Linked DNA regions of Sus scrofa: regions 1, 2 and 3 are each linked to region 4. A link is a contact called in public Hi-C and HiChIP or PLAC-seq data. All regions are on one chromosome and are shown on one strand. The core of a region is the stretch at or near the end of the contact, and the rest is flanking DNA. Distances in the headings are between cores, read along the strand shown. Region 1 has its middle 47 kb from the start of CCDC122. Region 2 has its middle 72 kb from the start of CCDC122. Region 3 has its middle 110 kb from the start of CCDC122. Region 4 overlaps LOC102167197 (a long non-coding RNA gene).

Region 1 (2,700 bases), core at 86-2,585, 220 kb before region 4:
TCAATAGGGAACTCCTTCTGTGTGATGTTATAGTTATGGATACATGTCCTTATCATTTATCCAAGTCCATAGAAGGTGTAACAACGAGAGTGAACCCTAAGTTAAATTCTTGGTTAAAAAAAAAAAAAAAAAAAAAAGACCTGTTCTGGTGAGTGACATTGATATTGGGGGAGGTTATGTGTGTGGGGGGGAGAGGAGACATAGGGGAAATCTCTGTACCTTCCTTTCAATTTTTTTGTAAACCTAAAACGATCTCAAAGGTAAAGTCGTAAAAATAAGTATCCGCTTCTCCACACATACTCTGAAAACAGGTTGACTTACAAGGCACATCTAAGTTCCACTGTGGCCAGAAAAGCACAGACCCCTCTCAGAATTCAAGTCTGTATTTACTTGTTGTGGAAGTGTTTGATACAGAGGCTTCTTGCCTTCTGTTGTTCACCCTTTTCCTCATCAGTATCCCATTTCTGACACCAACATTTAACAGCATCGTGGTCAAGGAGCACTGTTTTACACATCCCAAGACACCTATCTTACTCTATCTTGTGTTACATTCCCTTTTTGTGCTTGGATACCTACCCAGTGTCGTAACTTTGTAGGTACCCTCCATAGCTTTAATCTCTGTCCTTACCGAAGATTCCATAAATGAATGTTAAACTGAATTGAGTTTAGGCAACAGGACAAAACAGACCCAACAAATCCACTCTAAAATATCAGTAATCTGTCGGAGGAATAGAAATAGGAACAAAAACCATCAACACAGGACCTCAGGCTACTCTGGCACACAGGAAAGTTGTTTTGAAATGTGGCAACTTGGTGGTACTGGTGAGGGACGCTAAGTGTGCCAATCACAGGGGGAGGAGGCAACAGTACGGCTCAGAATCAAGAGCAGTAACACAGACTGAGTGCCTCTGCCCAGACTTAGCCTCACATGATCCTCAGGAGAATCTGACAGGTGGACCACCAAGGGGATCCAGGAAATATTGCAAACACAGGTACTCAGTCCATTGTTAATGTTGGCCAGATCACACCCATTATGAGTTAGGAAATTCTAAAAATCACAAAGCAAGAATGTTTCTATCTCTTTCTTAGGCATCTAAAAATGCAATTAACTACCAGTGAGAAAGAGAGAAGAAATCAGATTCCTCAAGAGGAGGAGGAGAGGTGTTGAGTCCTCTTTTTTTTTTTTTTTTCTCTAACATATTTTTCTATGGTTAGCAAAACTCTGCTCATCAATCCTTTGGTGTTGACAGCAAAGTATTTCACAGTATCTGCCAGGTTCCTGGCGATCTGTAAATCATCCACCTTCTCCCAGACTTACTGCCTCTGGAGGGCCCTGTGGGGCAGCATCTTGCTTGAAGCTGAAAATAATTGCTGATCTTTCTAAAGGCAGAGAGAAGCCTGGGGGAAGGACTACTGGACATGGAGACTAGTGGCGGGGGTGGGAGGTGAGGGTGAGGTGGGGTGGTCGGGTTGGGGGAGAGGAGTGTGGTTAGGGAGAGCTCAAAGCATCGGGGCATACTCACCAGTTTGCAAATGTACATTTTCCTCAAAAAAATTCAGTTGAAAGCGTTTCCCAGGTCTGCACATGCAGCTCTGCTGGCTGGTCTTCTGTGGCAGCAGCGATCAGAGATGATGGCAAAGCTCTGTGAATCCTGGTGGAAAGACTGTCCCGTGATGTGCCCCAGGGGACTTTCTGCCTTCCAGCTGACAGCATCATTTGTTTCCAAAAAAAAAAAAAAAAAAAAAAAATGTGTTTCCAATCAAGACTGAAGCTGAGAAATGTTCCTGACAGGGGTGGAGGATGTAGCATGCATGGCCTGTTAGATTTGCATTCTTTGTTCAGTGGGACATAAAGTCACTGTTCTACCAACAAACTGAAACACTGAGGATATTTTCTTTCTCAGCTTTTTAGACACATGATCCCTTTCCACCTCGACCTCCTTCCCATGCAGACATGCACACGTCCACCTTACTACTTTAGAATCAGGTCTTTTTCTTTTCTTTTAGTTGCAGGTATAATAATCAACTAATCAATCAATCAATTTCTCTCTATGTCTCTGTCTCCCTTTCTCCAATATTTCCTAGTCCCATGGCTAACTTTCCTTCCAGATTTGGTGATTTTAAATTCAGGACCATCCTGAGTAAAGATTTTTTTTATCATTAAAGATATGTGAAAAAAAATGTGCCGCCAGCCCTATAGGAAATACTGAAAGTTCATTCCAAACAATTTTTTGAGTGGGGATTAGTTGCTGAAATAAGAGAAATAACTGTTTCCCACAATGGCTAATGTGAAGGGGATGAGAGGTACCTAGAAGGGTAGAGTTTGGTGCATTTGGCAAAAAACAAAACAGCCTTCTTGCTGTATAATGACAGCTTGTGTTATAGGTTTGTTCCTAACATGGAGATGTTGCCAAGGCAATAGCTTGGCAATCTTCTACATGGCTGCTTTTTACATTAATCCACACAGGCTTCACGGACGTTAATCTTTATAACACACCTATGCAGGCCAGAAGGGCAGAATGTATTTTTTTTAGTCTGGTTTTCGTGAAGGGAAAGAACAATAGAAGACAAATGTTTCTAGTCTCTCCTCTTCTTTCCAGGACATGCTGTCTGAGACCAGACCACGGATTTCGAAATGGTCTTAGGACCTCAGGCCAAGACTGTGGGGAAAAGAGAGCAGGAGACCTAAAGGGAATGAAT
Region 2 (2,700 bases), core at 183-2,682, 200 kb before region 4:
CACCAGCACTGCTCCACTGGCTCACTAAACTCCATTTGAAAAGCATAAATCAAAGATAAAATCAAGAATTTCAGCACCATGGATGGAACTAGAGACTCTCATACTAAGTGAAGTGAGTCAGAAAGAGAAAGACAAATAGTATGATATCACCTATATCTGGAATCTAATACACAGCACAAATAAACCTTTCCACAGGAAAAAAACCTCATGGACTTGGAGAATAGACTTGTGGTTGCCAAGGGGGAGGGAGTGGGGACTGGGAACCTAGGGTTAATAGATGTAAACTATTGCCTTTGGAATGGATAAGCAATGAGATCCTGCTGTATAGCACTGGCAACTATATCTGGTCACTTATGATGGAGTATGATGAGGATAATGTGAGAAAAAGAATGTGTACACATATGTGTGACTGGGTCACTTTGCTGTATAGTAGAAAACTGACAGAACACTGTAAACCAACTATAATGGAAAAAATAAAAAAATCATTTAAAAAAGAGAGAATTTCAAGACAATGGCATTAACCCCATGCACAAGGCCCTTGTGATCGTGGGGTTCTGTGAGACTGCACTGTAGCACCCTCATAAAGTTGGCCTTGGTTGGGAACGCCGTGTTCAAGGTTATGGAGCCCAGTCATCATCTGCTACTTGGGTCCTCTTCCTGCGCCAAGTTCTTTCCTGCTGCAGCTTTTGGTTTTTGATGTTTTAAGCTTCACCTTAAAACACATCATTCTTTTTATTACTGGTAATCAGCATTAACAATTCCCTATGTCTGAAATCTTCCATAGAAAAAGTGGAAAAATTAGCAGGGATGCACTATCCCTGCTAATTTCAGGGATAGTGCATCAATATGCTTAATCTAAATAAACAAAAATACATTTTAATTGATCTTAACTGGGTTTGGTTAAATTTCGTCTGATCCCCCATCCTTTGTTATTTTGATTATCAAAGGCACTGTTTAATTCTCCAAGGGACCTCTTCGGACAAACTAGTTTTCATGGTTGATTTTAAGTGGAAAATTAGACTATCACACTGGTTTATAAATATGGATCGAACAAATGAGCATATTGTAAGTTGAAGTTCTACTTGAAAAACATCTTTCAAACTCCCAAAGAGGTGGATATGATTTTTTTTCATTGGTTTATGTTGTTTTCAAGTTTTCTGATAAACAGTGGAGCCCGAAGCCAAATAATCCTACTAAAAACATTTTGGGCTAAGATTGACTAAGCCCCATAAAGCCCCTTTTCTAGAAACTTGTATGAGAGTCTCATTTGGGCAACCAAAACAGGATCCTGAAATTATAACTTCTCATGGCACAGCTGACACACTTTGTTTCCTGGCTCCAACGAAAAATATAATCTTAACATGTATCTAGTACCTCTTAAAATACACTCTGACTCATCTCCCAAACCCCAGGGCCTTTACTCCTGGTGTAAATGTGATATTTAAATACACATTGAAGCCTCAGGGGTTGTGAGCTTGGTTAGTGTGGAGCCCTACTTATAATTGGCAATCTCCGTTTGTTTTCGTTATCTTTCTCTGAGATTTCTGGCTCAGCTAACAAAGTGGGGTTGGAAGCATTGGTGAAGAACTCAGAGACCTTCAAGGAGGGAATGAGCCTCTGAGGGTCAGCAAGACTGTTCATGAAGCATGGACAACTGGACAGGGCACTTTTCTGAGTGCCTAATTGGGTCTAGAAGTCATCCTCCAAGGCCCCCGACTTCTCTTTCTCAAACCTCCAAAGAATATTTTGTTTTACTGTCAAGTTCATGGGAAAGGGTGGTGACAAGTAAAATGATGTGGAACTGGGAGGCCATGGGGACAGGAAGAGAAAGAGAATTTCCAGAAGCTTGGCTGATATGCCCAAATTCAGCATAATGCTGCTGAAGGTTGTACTGGCTTAGGAGAATTGATCGGTAAATATTTTGGTAGCTTGAAAATGGCCAGGGAATTGGTATATTATACTACAAATAAACCCCCTCCTACCCCTCCTACCCCTCCCACCAGCCCTGGATTTGGTTTACTAATTCTATCGTGTCTGATTTTAAGATTACACTACTTTTTTTTTTGCCATTTCTTGGGCTGCTCCTGCAGCATATGGAGGTTCCCAAGCTAGGGGTCTAATTGGAGCTGTAGCCACCAGCCTATGCCAGCTCCACAGCAACGCAGGATCCGAGCCGTGTCTGCAACTACACCACGGCTCGTGGCAACATCGGATCCCCAACCCACTGGGCAAGGCCAGGGATCGAACCCGCAACCTCATGATTCCTAGTCGGATTCGTTAACCACTGAGCCACAACGGGAACTCCAAGATTACACTACTTTTTAGAAATGTTCTCTAGCTCCCTCTGATTGCCTGTGGCTCGTTCTTTGGGAGGTTCTGAGACCTTTATCTCCAATTTATCACTATTATTTATGTATCTGCCTTAATTCCTGGCCATATGAGCCATACTGTTTAGCATACAGTAAATGTTTAACAAATGTCACTTGAATCAATGCACCCAGAAAATGCATTGTTTTTCAGGCTCATGTTAAAACTAAGAAAAGAGAAATATTTACTAACAGGATTTTTTCTTTTTTTAAATTCTTTATTCATGGATGTAGCATTTACTGAGCTCCCATCATGCAACAATGTACTAGGCCCTGGGCTTTATCACATAGTAAAGTATGTTTCCTTTCTTCAAGAAGCTCACAGATTTTTGAG
Region 3 (2,735 bases), core at 18-2,517, 160 kb before region 4:
CCAAATGATTGTTCAGTTATCTAAACTTTTATGTATAGTAGCTGTTTATTTCCTGATGATCAATTTCAAAAAAAAAAAGTTTTTTTTTTCAAGAAATAGAATCTTCACAAAGACATGTCTGTTTTTATGGCTTTTGACACGCACATCACCAAATTGCTTTCCTAGTCTCTCAAATGTTTAATAGTAATGAAGCACTGAGAGATCACAGACATTTGCATATGATGGAACACATTTGAATAATGCAATAAAATGGAAAATCTGATGCAATCATCTGACACATTTGGGAAAAGGCTGGATTTGATTGTTCTGGCCCCTATTTTGAATTGACTAAGTAATGGATAACTGGTCTCCATATTTTCCACTTACTGTGAAAATTTATTAAGATAAATTAAATTGCTTCAGACTTGCAATTGGGTCTTTCTGGTTCCTAGACTGTGGTTACTGCCCTGACTGGTCAGCCTGGGGTGAAGAACACTTCCTGGCAGTCAGCAGGCTCATTATGCTGGGATCTAGAAACATGAGAACCAAAGAGAGGAAAGCTAATCCACCAAATAAACAGAGAGGTGTGGTGGACCCATAAGGGGCAGTTAGCCCAAGACAGTATATTCACCCTAGGCTGAAAAGACCCACCTCGTGCCTTGAACCCCAGTGGGTCCTGAATCCTGACCCCACCTATCCACCTCTGTGAGAATGTAGGATGCTTGCCCCCTTTCTGGTCCCTTCTTGGTCCCCAGGTTCGAGGTTCTTACTGAATAGCCTGAGGACAACTGAGATGTTAAAAATAGAAGGAGACCTTTCCAGAGGCTTCTCAGGATATGTTGCCAAATTTCTGGGAATACGTAAGAAGTTTGGGCTGCAGAAACTTGGGTGATCCATGAATATAAACACTTCACTAGGGGAAATCCAGCTACATTTTTTAACAAAGCCTCTTTTAAAAATGTCGGTTTTCAAAATGCTATCTTTTCCAAATTATACTTACACAGTGGCATCAAACAAGAAAACTCTTTGATAAAACCCTGGGAAGGGTGGAAACGAGAAAGATGTGGGTGGGAGCTGTGCTCGATCACAGCTTAAGAAGCTCAGCTTTGATCATTCAGCGGTGAAGGGACAAGACCATTATGCTTCCAATTCACAGCCTCAAACCAAAACTTGTTAATAAGTCATGTCTCACCCACTCTATTAATGATCAGCAAATGACAGGAACTCTGGCCAAGAGGCCCAGACTTTAGGACAGAGTGTCAAATAACAGCTGACACCGGCGACTAAAAATAGTACTTAGGATTTAAATGAGTGACTCAGACTTGATTTCCTACAAGTGCCTGGGATAATACTGTACATAGGAGAGGGCTGTTTTTAAATGTTTCTCTTTTATGTGAAAGGAGGATTTTATTGCAGCCATCTGGGCAGTAAGCTCAGACTCAGCTCTGCAGGAGTTGCATGCACGCACGTCCACCTACAAGGCTGAGGGCACTTGGCACCGCTGGCCTCCTAAGCACGTGTGTGCACTTGACCTGGTCTCCAACAACAGGAGGATGGTTCAGGAAGTTACGTCCCAGTTTTACACCATTTCCAGAAACTTCTCCCTTCATACTCTTCCCGTCATTCTCTTCTTCATAAGATGAGGACAATTAAAAGGCTAACTAGTCAATGATGAATGACACAAGCTAAACAAGCCAGGATACTCTTTGTCAAAGCTGATAAACTGAAGAACCAAATGTTTCTTTCTAGAATATACACATAACGACTTTCAAAATGTTGGCTAAATGGACCAGATATTTTTAAAATAAAGTTTACAATAAAACATACATTTGTTGTTCATTGGATATTAATTTTTTTTCTTCAAATTTGTTAGTATTGGCTAATTAGATGGGTCAATGTGCCCTTCTGAATTTCAATCAGTATCACTATATGTCAGGGCAGTGAAGGATATTTAAGCTATCCATTCTCAAGGTTCTAGCTGCTGTGAAATGCATATCCCTTGAAAGGAGATGAGCTTCTTCTCCCCTTGGACATTTTCCCACTACACAGCCAATTACCAGATCACATTTTACTTAGGGATCACACAGTCTGTCTACACTCCCTGCCTGGTCATTGCTGTCTTGGGAACTTCCCAGTCAGGAGAACAGAGAATGGAGCCTGGAGAAAATTATGCGAGTCAGTTTTCCACAGGGATTGCAGACCAGAAGTACATGTTCAGAACTCAATTACCAGATCCAAACAGGACAGCACAGGAAGGGGCCGTCATACCTTAAAACCTGCTAGAGTATAAGTTGAATGGAACCCATGTATGATGAGGTCTGAGTTTAGACCATGAGACCTCAAGAGATTCCCTGAGCCAGGAATTTGCAACAGCATTACTGCAGTTTCTCAGTTCTCAGACATGGGCGTGGTGGGCACTTAAAGATGGACACTCAGCAGATATAGCCAGTAGGAGGCGCTAGGATGCAGAACCAGAGCCCCTAACAAAATTTCTCCAAGAGTTTCCAGCCTATTGACTCCAGTTTAAATAGCCTGGACTTTTCACATGGGTGTGCAAAGGGTACCATGGGCCTTTTAAAAAATGCGCTAGTAATCTAAATGTCCATTGACAGGGTAATGGATAAAGAAGATGTGGTACATATATGTGATGAAATATTACTCAGCCATAGAAAAAAAATGAAATGATGCCATCTGTAGCAACATGGTTGGACCTAGAGAATGTTATACTTAGTGAAGTCAGTCAGACAGAGAAAGAC
Region 4 (2,700 bases), core at 7-2,506:
GGTCGCATCTCCAGCTCATATTCTATCCCTGGCCTGGTAACTTCCATATGCCACGGGGTGCAACCGAAAAGGGAAAATAAAAAGAAGAAAGAAAAAGAAAAAAATAACTATATGTAGGATACTTGGCATAGCACCTGACATATGGCCTATTCCCAGTAATTATTATTATTATAATCATTATTATTATTATTATTATTATTTTCTATTACTTATCCTGCAAGTGGAGGATACTTTCTGAGGCTGAATTTAATTGGATAATAGAAACCTTCTTCTTGTGGATACTTTTGGTCTCTACTGATGATTAGGGGAGAAAAGGAGCTATTTCTGTGTGGTTCTGAGCCAGCCTCTTCCCTCATACTTTGTCTTCTTTCCCTAATGCTCTGCAAACCTTCCTCATAGACCCAAACACTCCAGTGCATTCCCCTTTCTCTGATAAATGAGTGAAGGAAGGTGTATTAATTTTCTTGGACTGACACACCGCAAACTTGGTGGCTTCACACAACAGAAATTTATCTTCTCACAGCTCTGGAATCAGAAGTTGAAACCAAGGTATGGGCAGGGCCACCTTCTCTGAAAGCTCTAGGGGAGAGTTCCTTGTCTCTTCCAGCTTCTTGGCGGCTCCGGGCATCCCTTGGCTTGTGGCAGCATCACTCTAGCCTCTATATTTGTCTTCACATGGCTTCCTCCCTTTGTGTGTCTCTGTCACAAATCTTTGTCTGCCTGTCTCCATTCATGACCCCTGTCACTGGATTTAGGGCTTACTCTAAATTCTAGAAAATCTCATCTTGAGATCCTTAATTATATCTGCAAGGACAGTTTTTCCAAATAGATTCACATTCACAGTGATCGGGATGAGGACATATCTGTTGGGGCCGCCTATTCAACCCACTAGAAGGGGTAATAGGGCTCTCATTGGTTCTAAATAGAACCTACATATATCTCCTTTGTGCTTTTCCTTTTCCCTGCACCCATGTCCCAGTCTCATTGATATTTCTTTCCTGTGACATTGAGAGCCAGAGGGGCAAGCAAGACATCCAGACCACCTAGTCCCCTTCCTGGGCTCCACTCTGGTCATGTTTGCACCTGCTTCCTACCTCAGGAGCCACTGTTGGCAGTACATTAGATACCTGAGCCCGTGAAAGCTTATTCTGTTGGCCCACCCAGTTGCCTTGCAGACAGCCAGGAGAGTCAGATGTCACCCTGGGACCTTGCAGGGCCAGCTTGCCCCACCTGGCTCTTCACCAGGGTTGCCTTGGTCACACATCAGGTTTCATAGATGAGGCCAAAGCAGGAGACCCTGGTGAGCTGGAACCAGTAGGGGCAGTGGATCTGGGTCAGAGCAGGAATTATGTTTGCACTTGGACCAGGCAAACAGACTCAGAGACGGAATCTGGGTCAAAAGTTTGGCAGAATGGTGGAAACATGAAGCCTGATACACAAATTAAGATGGAGACTAGCTCTTCACCCGCACAGGCCAGTTCTTGGTTCTTCAAAGTCCGATTGAGCTGAGTCTGTGACATGTGGCATATCATGGATGGTAAGGGCCAACTAAATGTATATTAACAGATACTCGCTGGGCCATCATTATTTGCTTAATGCCAGGATCTGTGGATACAGAGATAAGACAGGGCAGGGGACACATGTACCTAAAAAATGAATTTTCATGAACGGTGATATCTCTTATGTAAGGTGTTGTAAGAGGTCCAAGGAGAGCATAACTCATTCTGCCTTGGACTGGGGAGTGGGTCATGATGGAGGCACAGAAGAGGTGATATTTGAGCAGGATCTTAAGGAATTCAGTCTGAGGCGTGTGGAGGGACAGCCCAGAAAGTGCACTGTCCAGTTGACGGTGCCTCTTCTTCCCCTCTTTCTCTGTGTCCAACTCCTCCAAAGTCTAGACCTTGCATAAAAAGAACTGCTTTTGGAGTTCTTCTCGTGGCTCAGCTGTTAACGAATCCGAATCTGACGAGGAACAATGAGGTTGCGGGTTCCATCCCTGGCCTCGCTCAGTGGGTTAAGGATCTGACATTGCTGTGAGCTGTGGTGTAGGACTGCAGCTGCAGCTCCGATTTGACCCCTAGCCTGGGAATCTCCATATGCCACAGGTGTGGCCCTAAAAAGACAAGAAACAAAAACAAAAACAAAAAACCCAAAAGAATTGCTTTTGCACAAGAACTATTGCTAATCAGCAATCCAAAGACAGATATCAAACATGTCCCACAAATGGGCCCAGGGAAATAATCAACCAGTACGGCCTCCAGCTATGAGGAACTGGTTTGGTGGGTACCGGCTACATGGGAGAGGCCCTACAGCCTCAACCACCATCCCTGCCGTGGTAAACTCGGGGATGTTTACCTAGTTTCAGTGATACGTCACTGTCGAGATTATCATGTCACCTGTTTGGATATCTTTCTTACTAAATTCTTCCATTTATTTTACATACGTAAGCTGATGTCAAACCCTAAGAAAAAATTTCTGATTTTAAAACTCCGGCAGAAGGGAAGGAGGCTGTAGTTCACTACTCCCTGTTGCATATTTTTCGGTATTTAATGAATATCTCTTTGACCTTTCTTGGAGGTCTCTCATCACCCACCATCTTTCTAATTACTTGTGGTCTTAAAATTAGGAAATGGGGCATCTTCATGGCTAAAAATAATTTTATCTGATTATTACTAGGTCCCATTTAAGTAACTTAACTGG

The links. A called contact is a pair of places that touch in the nucleus more often than the background predicts. HiChIP or PLAC-seq counts read pairs in DNA pulled down with a chosen protein or histone mark.
Region 1: a Hi-C map of skeletal muscle shows a contact between it and region 4, with 3 times the contacts expected there. The contact joins two enhancer-like sites. A contact is called at or near these places in 1 of 47 Hi-C or Micro-C datasets (skeletal muscle) and 1 of 2 datasets of contacts at active chromatin or transcription factors (skeletal muscle).
Region 2: a contact with region 4 is called in a Hi-C map of skeletal muscle, with 3 times the contacts expected there. The contact joins two enhancer-like sites. A contact is called at or near these places in 4 of 47 Hi-C or Micro-C datasets (epiblast stem cells, heart right ventricle, skeletal muscle and 1 more).
Region 3: an H3K27ac HiChIP or PLAC-seq map of skeletal muscle shows a contact between it and region 4, with 2.3 times the contacts expected there. The contact joins two enhancer-like sites. A contact is called at or near these places in 1 of 47 Hi-C or Micro-C datasets (skeletal muscle) and 1 of 2 datasets of contacts at active chromatin or transcription factors (skeletal muscle).

What each region holds. Positions count from the first base shown.
Region 1 is chr11:23,111,551-23,114,250 of Sscrofa11.1, reverse strand. No RefSeq gene overlaps it. Among named protein-coding and RNA genes, the nearest start is that of CCDC122, 47 kb to the left of the region's middle. Within about 2 kb of position 1,335, at least 6 of the 83 cell types and tissues checked have an H3K27ac peak or open chromatin away from gene starts, as enhancers often do. A contact at or near this core is called in skeletal muscle, where this site is marked.
Region 2 is chr11:23,085,998-23,088,697 of Sscrofa11.1, reverse strand. No RefSeq gene overlaps it. Among named protein-coding and RNA genes, the nearest start is that of CCDC122, 72 kb to the left of the region's middle. Within about 2 kb of position 1,432, at least 1 of the 83 cell types and tissues checked has an H3K27ac peak or open chromatin away from gene starts, as enhancers often do. A contact at or near this core is called in skeletal muscle, where this site is marked.
Region 3 is chr11:23,051,438-23,054,172 of Sscrofa11.1, reverse strand. No RefSeq gene overlaps it. Among named protein-coding and RNA genes, the nearest start is that of CCDC122, 110 kb to the left of the region's middle. Within about 2 kb of position 1,267, at least 23 of the 83 cell types and tissues checked have an H3K27ac peak or open chromatin away from gene starts, as enhancers often do. A contact at or near this core is called in skeletal muscle, where this site is marked.
Region 4 is chr11:22,887,602-22,890,301 of Sscrofa11.1, reverse strand. All of the region lies in intron 3 of LOC102167197 (a long non-coding RNA gene), which reads left to right. Among named protein-coding and RNA genes, the nearest start is that of SMIM2, 6.9 kb to the left of the region's middle. Within about 2 kb of position 1,256, at least 3 of the 83 cell types and tissues checked have an H3K27ac peak or open chromatin away from gene starts, as enhancers often do. A contact at or near this core is called in skeletal muscle, where this site is marked.